Linked DNA regions of Danio rerio: region 1 is linked to region 2. The links are chromatin contacts, called in public Micro-C maps. All regions are on one chromosome and are shown on one strand. Each heading gives the region's core, a stretch centred on a gene start, on an enhancer-like site or on the middle of the called end of the contact. The rest is flanking DNA. Distances are from core to core; before and after follow the strand shown. Region 1 has its middle 18 kb from the start of si:dkey-63j12.4. Region 2 holds the start of ptger2b (prostaglandin E receptor 2b (subtype EP2)).

Evidence for each region. Hi-C and Micro-C count contacts between places; a contact is called where the count stands out from the background.
Region 1: a Micro-C map of caudal fin shows a contact between it and region 2, with 6 times the contacts expected there. The contact joins the enhancer-like site here to the promoter of ptger2b in region 2. A contact is called at or near these places in 1 of 18 Hi-C or Micro-C datasets (caudal fin) and 1 of 4 datasets of contacts at active chromatin or transcription factors (caudal fin).

What each region holds. Positions count from the first base shown.
Region 1 is chr20:9,902,835-9,907,110 of GRCz12tu, forward strand. No RefSeq gene overlaps it. Among named protein-coding and RNA genes, the nearest start is that of si:dkey-63j12.4, 18 kb to the right of the region's middle. Within about 2 kb of position 2,042, at least 6 of the 62 cell types and tissues checked have an H3K27ac peak or open chromatin away from gene starts, as enhancers often do. A contact at or near this core is called in caudal fin, where this site is marked.
Region 2 is chr20:9,849,073-9,853,265 of GRCz12tu, forward strand. ptger2b (prostaglandin E receptor 2b (subtype EP2)) reads left to right here and starts at 1,974. Exons shown (of 2, transcript NM_001030250.1): 1 at 1,974-2,921. The coding sequence starts at 2,133.

The DNA.
Region 1 (4,276 bases), core at 792-3,291, 54 kb after region 2:
ATTTGTAGTGCAAGTTATAAGGAACTCCAAAGTCCTTTCCTATTGTATAACTAATCACTTCACCAAAGACTTCTGCAATGTTTTCACTCAGCCCTGTTTCAAGACTCTCTACTGGATGGAGGTGGAAGAGTCAGTGATTGAACAATTTAAAGGTCATCTACATTACAAGTCTTTTTTTTTAAAGCACCAGAATATTTTTTTTTTTTTGTCAGTTGAATAAAAGACTATTTTCTACGGAGACCCGGAAGGGATGTAATGGTGGGGAAAAAATTGGTGGAAGAAAAAAAAGACTGGGTGGGAGAAAAAAAGCTGAGTGATAGGAAAACATATTACTAAGGTTTTTGCGTTCCCTTGCAAAGGTTTTGTGTTCTCTCGCAAAGATGTTTTGCGTTCCCTCACAAAGATTTTTTGCGTTATCTCGCATAACTGTTTCTCCAACACTCCCTGTTCATTTTATACATGTAAACCCTTACGTTTTTGCCGAAATTCACCAGCATTTTACCATTCTATCCCACTATCATCCTATCATTAAGTATTTCCCATATTTCTAATATATTTTTAATTTTGAAAGCCCGCTGAAATTAATATCAAAATGTCTGCATTCACTTTCTTTACATTAAAGCTGTGCGTCGACCGTCGCCTTTTATATTCTATCTCTGAACCAGTGCATTTACAAGCGCTGACTGACAGACACACTTTGTACTATAAACTGATCCCAGATCAGCTTCTGTACACGCCATTTAAAGAGGAGCAAAAGTGCAGGACACTTTTGTATTCGGGTATGTTTAAACAGACAGACAAATACACTGAATAATTTGTAGACACGTCCGTCCAACATGTTTTATTTTAAACAGCTAATTTTCTCTTAAAGGAGCACAAACAGTTTCTAAAGTAATGGAATGCTTTATAGATCTGTGCATTTCTTTAGAGATACCTCTGTTATCAAACAAAACAAAACTTGAGATTCATTTGCTGCTCACTTGTTTGATAACAGAGGTGTCACTTTAAATGGCTTATACAAAAGCTGATCTGGGATTAGTTTATTGTACGGAGCGCGTCTGTCAATCAGCGCTTATATTTGCATACACTGGTTCAGAGGTTGCAAATGAAAGGCGAAGATCGACGCACAGCTTTAATGTAAAGAAAGTGGGATAGAATGGTAAAATACGAAGTAATAGTAAAATCTTTGCGAGGGAATACAAAATATCTTTGCAAGAGAACACAAAAAAATCTTCGCGAGAGAACGCAAAATCTTTGCGGGGGAACGCAAAAACCTTGGTAATATGTTTTCCTATCACTCCGTTTTTTTTTTTCTCCCACCCAGTTTTTTTTTTTCTTCCACCTCAATTTTTTCCCCACCATCACGTCCCTTCCGGGTCTCCGTAATTTTCCATTTACATATTTCATCATAAAAGATTTCTTAAAAATCAAGTAAAACTCTTGTCTCATTCTGATGAACCCAGTCTCACCTCATGGATTAAGCGTCTTTTTTACACTTCTTGTAAAACGAATTTTCTCCCATGTCAGGTCAGGGTACACTATTAGAGTCAATGTATTGAAAGCAATGTATCGTCTATACAAACACTCTGACAGGGAAGACAACAGTGAACAAAGTCATTTGAACCTTTTTTTGTTGGTGTACAAAATTGTTCTTGAAGCTTCATATGATTATTGTTGAACCACTTGAAGTTTTTATTTATTTATTTTTTTTTTATTTAGACTGAGCATCAGAGAGCTCTCAGATTTCATTTAAAATTTACATTCTGAAGTTGATTGTCTCAGGATTTTAATAACTGATACCGTTGACTCAATAAATGTGCTGTTTCATTCACCCATCTCATCATTCACAGCTAAATGTTATACAAAAAATAAATAAATGTGTCCATTCTCTTGAAGCAAGCTCTTATCTTTAAAATGACCAGATGTCTCGTCTCTGTGTCAGCTCTATAAGATTCCCAGGCTCCTTTGCATGAGCAAGATAATTAATAACAATGAGGTCATACGTCTCTTAGCAATTAGTCCTTGTAACCAACTAAACAATCCACTAGGAAGCATATAAAGTTGCATACTTTAACTGATTACAAATCAGTAGGAGAGAGGATGTGAAACCGTGTCAGGACTTGTTGTGTTGAACTGAATTCAAGTGTTTCCCACTGTCTTTATTTCCTGGATCTGACGAGGACAGAAGAATGCTGTCAGACTTCCTGTTAAACTAAGAAGACTTCAAAAACTTTAATGCTGCTGATAATGTTTAATCTGATATCAATGAAAATGACACATTAAACCGAACTGCTGAGAGAGCAAAAGTTCGAGAGGTGGAGATTTACTGATATTTTCTCTTCAAACAAGCTGAAGATTAAATGAAAGACTGTAAGTCTCCTTCTTGGCCGTGGTCTTATTCTTGCAAATAAATAATGCCGCTGTAATTGTTTTTTTCATTTATGTTAGCCCACTGAATTTACACACCAAATCCCCAGAATGGGATTTCAGATCTCTCTGGAACCACGGAGCTTTAGTCAGACACAATCACAGATGGATCTAAGAACTTTTCTTCTTATTAAAAAAATAGGAAGGAATACAAACACTTTGCCTGGCTGAAATGTGAATAACTACAGGGAGTTTTTTTTTTAATGGTTTTTCTTTACATTCTTTACATTGATTTCATTACATTCAGTATAAACAGTGATTAATAAAGGACAACACATTTTCCCAAGTGCCGTTTATATGAAGGACATACTAGATGCAATTTTAAAGAGCCCCTATTAGGGGTTTTTGAAAATGAGCTTCCATGCAGTGTGTAACACAGCTCTAAGTGAATGAAAACATCCAGCTGAGGTTTAAATCTAAGAGTGCAGCATGTTTAAAACTATTGATTCTTTAGTTGACTTAGAATCAAATAAACTAACTGACTTGGGTTCGGATCTTTTATTTGATCGCATCAATGTCAATACATCACCAAATATGTACTTTGAGTTCCAGTAAAACATGCACGCGCTTTTTCTCCACACACTAGCAGAGGCGCGGGGAATCACGAGACTGATCTCGTGAAACATGCGTTTCTAAACTGCCGATTTTTTATCTTTCTCTTGCTGAATGCAGTCGACCAATCGCAATAGACTGGGTCATCGGTCCAATCAGCACAGAATAGCTTCGCGCTAAGAAGGGGTTTGGGAACAAATGAATCACTGAACGATTCATATGGGATTCGCTGGGATATTTACATAAAAATAAATGCATATTATAAAACAATGAAGGTGTTTTTTGAACTTGCAAGCATATCAGCATGTTGTTGGAGACCCCCAAAACCAAAATATGACATTTTTAATGCAAAATAGGGGCTCTTTAAGCAATAATGGCAAGCCACTTTAACATTTATGCCCAATCCCAATTCTACCCCTCAGCCCTTATTCTTAATAATGTCCCAATTCTCTTTAGCTTGAAGGCGTAGGGCTAGTGGGAAGGACTAGATACCCTCGAAATGGAGATTTTTTAGGACCATACTCGAAACCTAAGGGTTTGCTTACTGGCAAATGATTTTGCTTTTTTTTTTTTTTTTTTTAGGGGTTTTCATCTTTATTATGATAGGTCAGAGATTTCAGCCAGGAAAGCATTGGGAGCAGAGAAAGGGGAAGGATTGGCAAAGGATCTCAAGCCAGGAATCGAACTTGGGCCAACATTAACACGTCTGTGCTATATGTTCCTGGACATAGCAATTCCTGGAGAGCCACCTTCCTACAGATTTCAGTTGCTTCCCATATCAAACACACCTGAACCAATAAATTAGGACCTAAACACCACGTGATAATTACAGGCAGGTGTGTTTGATATGGGTTGCAACTGAAATCTGCAGGAAGGTGGCTCTTCAGGAACAGGGTTGGCCACCCCTGCAATAGGCTATTGACACCAATGATTTTGCTTGTTTAAAAAAAAAAAAAAAAAAAAACACAAAATGTTGACACATTATTTCTCAAAAAAAGACAATATTTTTGTTGCTTGTCTAGAAAATATTTCCTGATTTAAGAATTGTTTGATCTTTGGACTAGAAACAAGACTATCTGAACAAAAAAAGTTTTTATTTTACAGTGTGGGAGTATAGGAAATTGTTCTAAACTGTATGAATGAATCATACAAATGAATAGAGCTACAAATTAGTTAGTTTAGTTTGTTAGTTAGACATTTTTTTTAAACACAATGTTACCCAAAGTGCTAAACACAATCAATATTAAATAAGTTAAAACCTATCCCATACATAACAATTAAAACATAAGGCAAACCC
Region 2 (4,193 bases), core at 724-3,223:
ATTGTTTGCATTGGCTAAAACTGATTAGCTGAAGTCGAGGCGACAGCCAACAGAGGATTCTGCTTAGTTTTAAATAATGGGTTATTTTCCACTTATCCTGATGGCATAGCAGTCAAAATAAGACAAATAAGTTCATGTGAGGGACAAATTCTTGACCTTAGTCAGTGAGGGGTGGGTCTTCCGAACCCCCTGGCCACTGTTCCTACTGAAATTTTTGGGAAATGACATGTTTTAGCAACCATCATCTCTTTAGAAGCCCACCTGTCTCTTGAATCTTCTCCACTGGGAGGCGTCCTGACGCCATGCAGATGGTAAACAAAAATTTAAATAGACGAACTGGTTTTACAGTTTTTCTCACATGCTAAAACACATTTCACAAACGTTTTCTCCATGTTCCCCAATGTCTAAACACAACATCCTTTTCTAAAGCTACATAAACACAACCACAACTTCTCACTTCAAAACTCAATCTTTCAAACCAAAGGAGCAGCTAGAAGCTTTCAAAAATGTAAACACTATACAAATCATTACACACTACAGCAAAACAATTGAAAACACAATGCTCAATTTGGGAGAAGGTTCTTTGTTTCATAACTGTATATTGCAAATTCATATTTTTAGAAACCGATCTTTGCAGGGGAATAAACATTTAGATTTGTAAGTTTCATATTTAGAGTATACATCTATAGAAATCACTGCATGTACACTAATGTGAACATGCTCGGTGAACCTACACAGCTTTGGATGGACTCTTAGTTCTGCTTCAGCCATTGTCATGCCATGGACAATGACATGGTTAATGACTGTTGCTTTCATCTCATCTGTAATGATGGCGCAAGGTTGTCTTGCTCTCCCTCCTGGACCTTCTCCCTTCTTGGCCTCCTGCTCTTCCTCCTCTAATTTGAACTCCTCCTGCTTGTTGACCTGCTCCTTTTCTTTCATGGCCAGCTCTTCTCCCTCCTGACTCGAATTCCTCTTCCCCTGACTCTGCCTTCATCCACTGTGTTTGTTTGGAATCTTCAGCAAACTGTGCACTCTCACCTTGCTTTTATACGTGTGGTCACAGCATTTGCAACAAGTGTCTCCAATTTTGAGATGTTCTGTGTAATGAATGATGCCAGGTATGTTCATTGTGTTCTAATATTGCTGACTGTGTCAAGCATTTTGCATCACATGAGCTTTCATTTGATTATATGAGCAGAGTTCTTTTGCAACTTGTGTTTTAGCAAGGAAAAATGTGTTTAGATTTATGAGAACGGAGGATTGTGTTTTGTGAATGGTGTCTTCATGTGAAATGTGTTTATAATATTGCAAAATGATGGCTAGATTTGGTAAATGTGTTTAGACAACTGTGGTTTAGATAATTAGCTTTTGTGTTTTAGCATTTGAGAAAAACTGTAATAAACTTCATTTGGCTAAAATAATTCATGTATATACATACATTTTAAGTTCTGTTTATAAATGTTGGGTAAATGTATAGTTAAATATTAAAATTGTATATTTTCCATAATATATATTAGCAAAAAAAAAAAAAAAAAAACATTGTTGGTTCGCAGCTGGAAGGGCATCTGCTGTGTAAAACATATGCTGGATAAGTTGGCAGTTCATTCCACTGTGGCGACCCCTGACTAATAAAGAGACTAAGAAAAAAAGAAAAAAAAAAAAAAAAAAAAAAAAATATATATATATATATATATATATATATATATATATATATATATATATATATATATATATATATATATATATATATATTTGCAAAAACATTTTAATAATAAAAACATTTATTTCACTTTCATGTAGGCCTATTTTTTGGGCTAATTTTTCATTTAGCTTGATACCATACAAGCTGAGAACGCATTACTAAGACATTCAGTAAACCGTTTTAAATTAAGTGCTTGAGTTTTGAATCCATTTGACTCAAACTGCGTTAGTTGGAGTGAGTCATTAGCTGTTGACATCAGAGCGCGCTCGACTGAAACCCCACCTCACTTTCGTTTTAAAGTCATGGGCTGTGCGTAAAAGCTCGCCTTCACTATAAGTTTGGATCTTCTCTACCATGAAATTTCCCTCATATATATCTCTTCAACCAGCGCAGAATTAACCCAGGGTTGGACAATAAAGTAACTTTCATGGCGTCACAGAACGTCAGTTGCCGCGAGCAGATCAGCGTCTCTGGAGGATCTCCCACAATACCCGCGTTCATGTTTTCCACCGGTGTCCTTGGGAATGTGGTCGCCTTAATCCTCTTGGAAATGCGGCGGAGGAAACAACCGGCATCTCTATTCCACGTCCTGGTCTCATCTCTAGTCATCACGGATTTGCTGGGAACTTTCTCCCTCAGTCCTCTAGTTTTAACTGCGTACTTCAGGAACGCGTCTCTGCTCGGGATGAATGAAAATCGGCTGGCCTGCGGACATTTTGCATACGCGATGACATTTTTCAGCGTGGTGACCCTCGCCATTCTTCTGTCCATGGCCGTGGAGCGCTGGCTCTCCATTGGCCATCCTTTCTTTTACGAGAAGTACTCGAGTAAACGGTGCGGGTACATCACCATCGCGCTCATTTACCTGCTGTGCGCGCTCTTCTGCGTCACACCTTTCCTCGGGTTCGGGAAGTATGTCCAGTACTGTCCGGGAACGTGGTGCTTCATTGATATGGACCCGTCTGCGAGCGAACACAAGGCGTTTAATATCATCTACGCGTCTTGTTTGCTGCTCATGATAGTGTGTACTGTTTTGTGCAACGCGTCCGTCATTTATCACATTTCGCGCATGTATAGGAGGCTGAAGGCGCACCGGAGCTCAGTCCGGCGGCAGCGCGGACACAAGAGACACCGCTCCATGACCAAGGAGGTTGAACATCTGGTGCTGCTGTGGTTCATGACAATAGCATTCGTCTTTTGCTCTCTTCCTCTTGTGGTAAGACAGTTATAAGCAGAGTTGTCTCATGTCTCTTTCGAACTTTCACTTGACTTTTACATTCATGCTCTCTTTATAGATAGATAGATTGCTATTGTAGTATTGGTTGTAATGGAAGTTATATTTATTATTGGTTTTAAACATTAATGGCCCTTTGGGTCTCTATACTGACTTTTTTTTTGCGTTGTATTGGTAGTATGTTAAAAATTAATACATCCTAATGTATTATGTCTCCAAACCCATTATGGAAACCATTAAAGTGTAAAGTGTAACTGTAGTGGAAACCATATTAAGCTCTTTGATGATTTCTGTTTTCCTCTCAGCAGGGATAACGCTCTCCAAATTAAACACTTAGATTATTTAGCCCTTAATACTAAAAGTTTGTAGGTATGATTTATTTTTATATAATGTTTTTTTAATTGAATGTACAATTCAGTTTTTTTATTGAATGATAAGTTTACATTAAAATTAATTCTCTGTTCACTAAAGATAGTGCTACTTTATTTTCAGACTACAAATAGAGAAATAATACTGATAAAAAGTCAAGCTCACATTGGTCCACATGAGAGTAAATAAGATAAATAAGCATAGAAAGTAAATAAAAAAAAGTGATAAATATTTTGGTTAATACAATTAAAATAATATTTTAAATAAATGCACAATTTTATTGAGATAAACACACAGTATAAAAACTAACAAATGCAAACTGTATACAAATGAAATCATTTAAAAATAATTCATACAAAAAACCCTGAAAATTTGATTTAAAATCTGCAAAATGTGATTTAAATAAATACATTAAAATACAAACAAAATTACAAGAAAATAATACAAATTACATTAACATTAATTGCAAATTATAAATGCAGTATCATAAAGATAAAATACAATACAACTTAGAACTTCATATTTGATCAATAATATTTTAGACCTTTTCAATTTCTATAATTATTTTGCAGTACAATCTGGATCTTTATAGAAGCAATATACTGTGCCTCTTACATTTTAGGATCTGAATCTCTTGCATGACAGATCATAATGATTATCTAAAAGACTAAAAATCCTCAAGTATACAAGAACACAAGAGATCAGACTCTGTTAGCACCACAGTATGGGCTGGATTGGGACTCCTTTAAGGCTGATTTATACTTCTGCGTCAAACACCGGCGTATGCTACGGCGCTGACGCATAGCCCTTCGCCGTGGCCGTCACTGACGTGCACCTCTCAAAATATGTAACTACACGTCGCAACAACGCGTAGCGCAAGCTTTG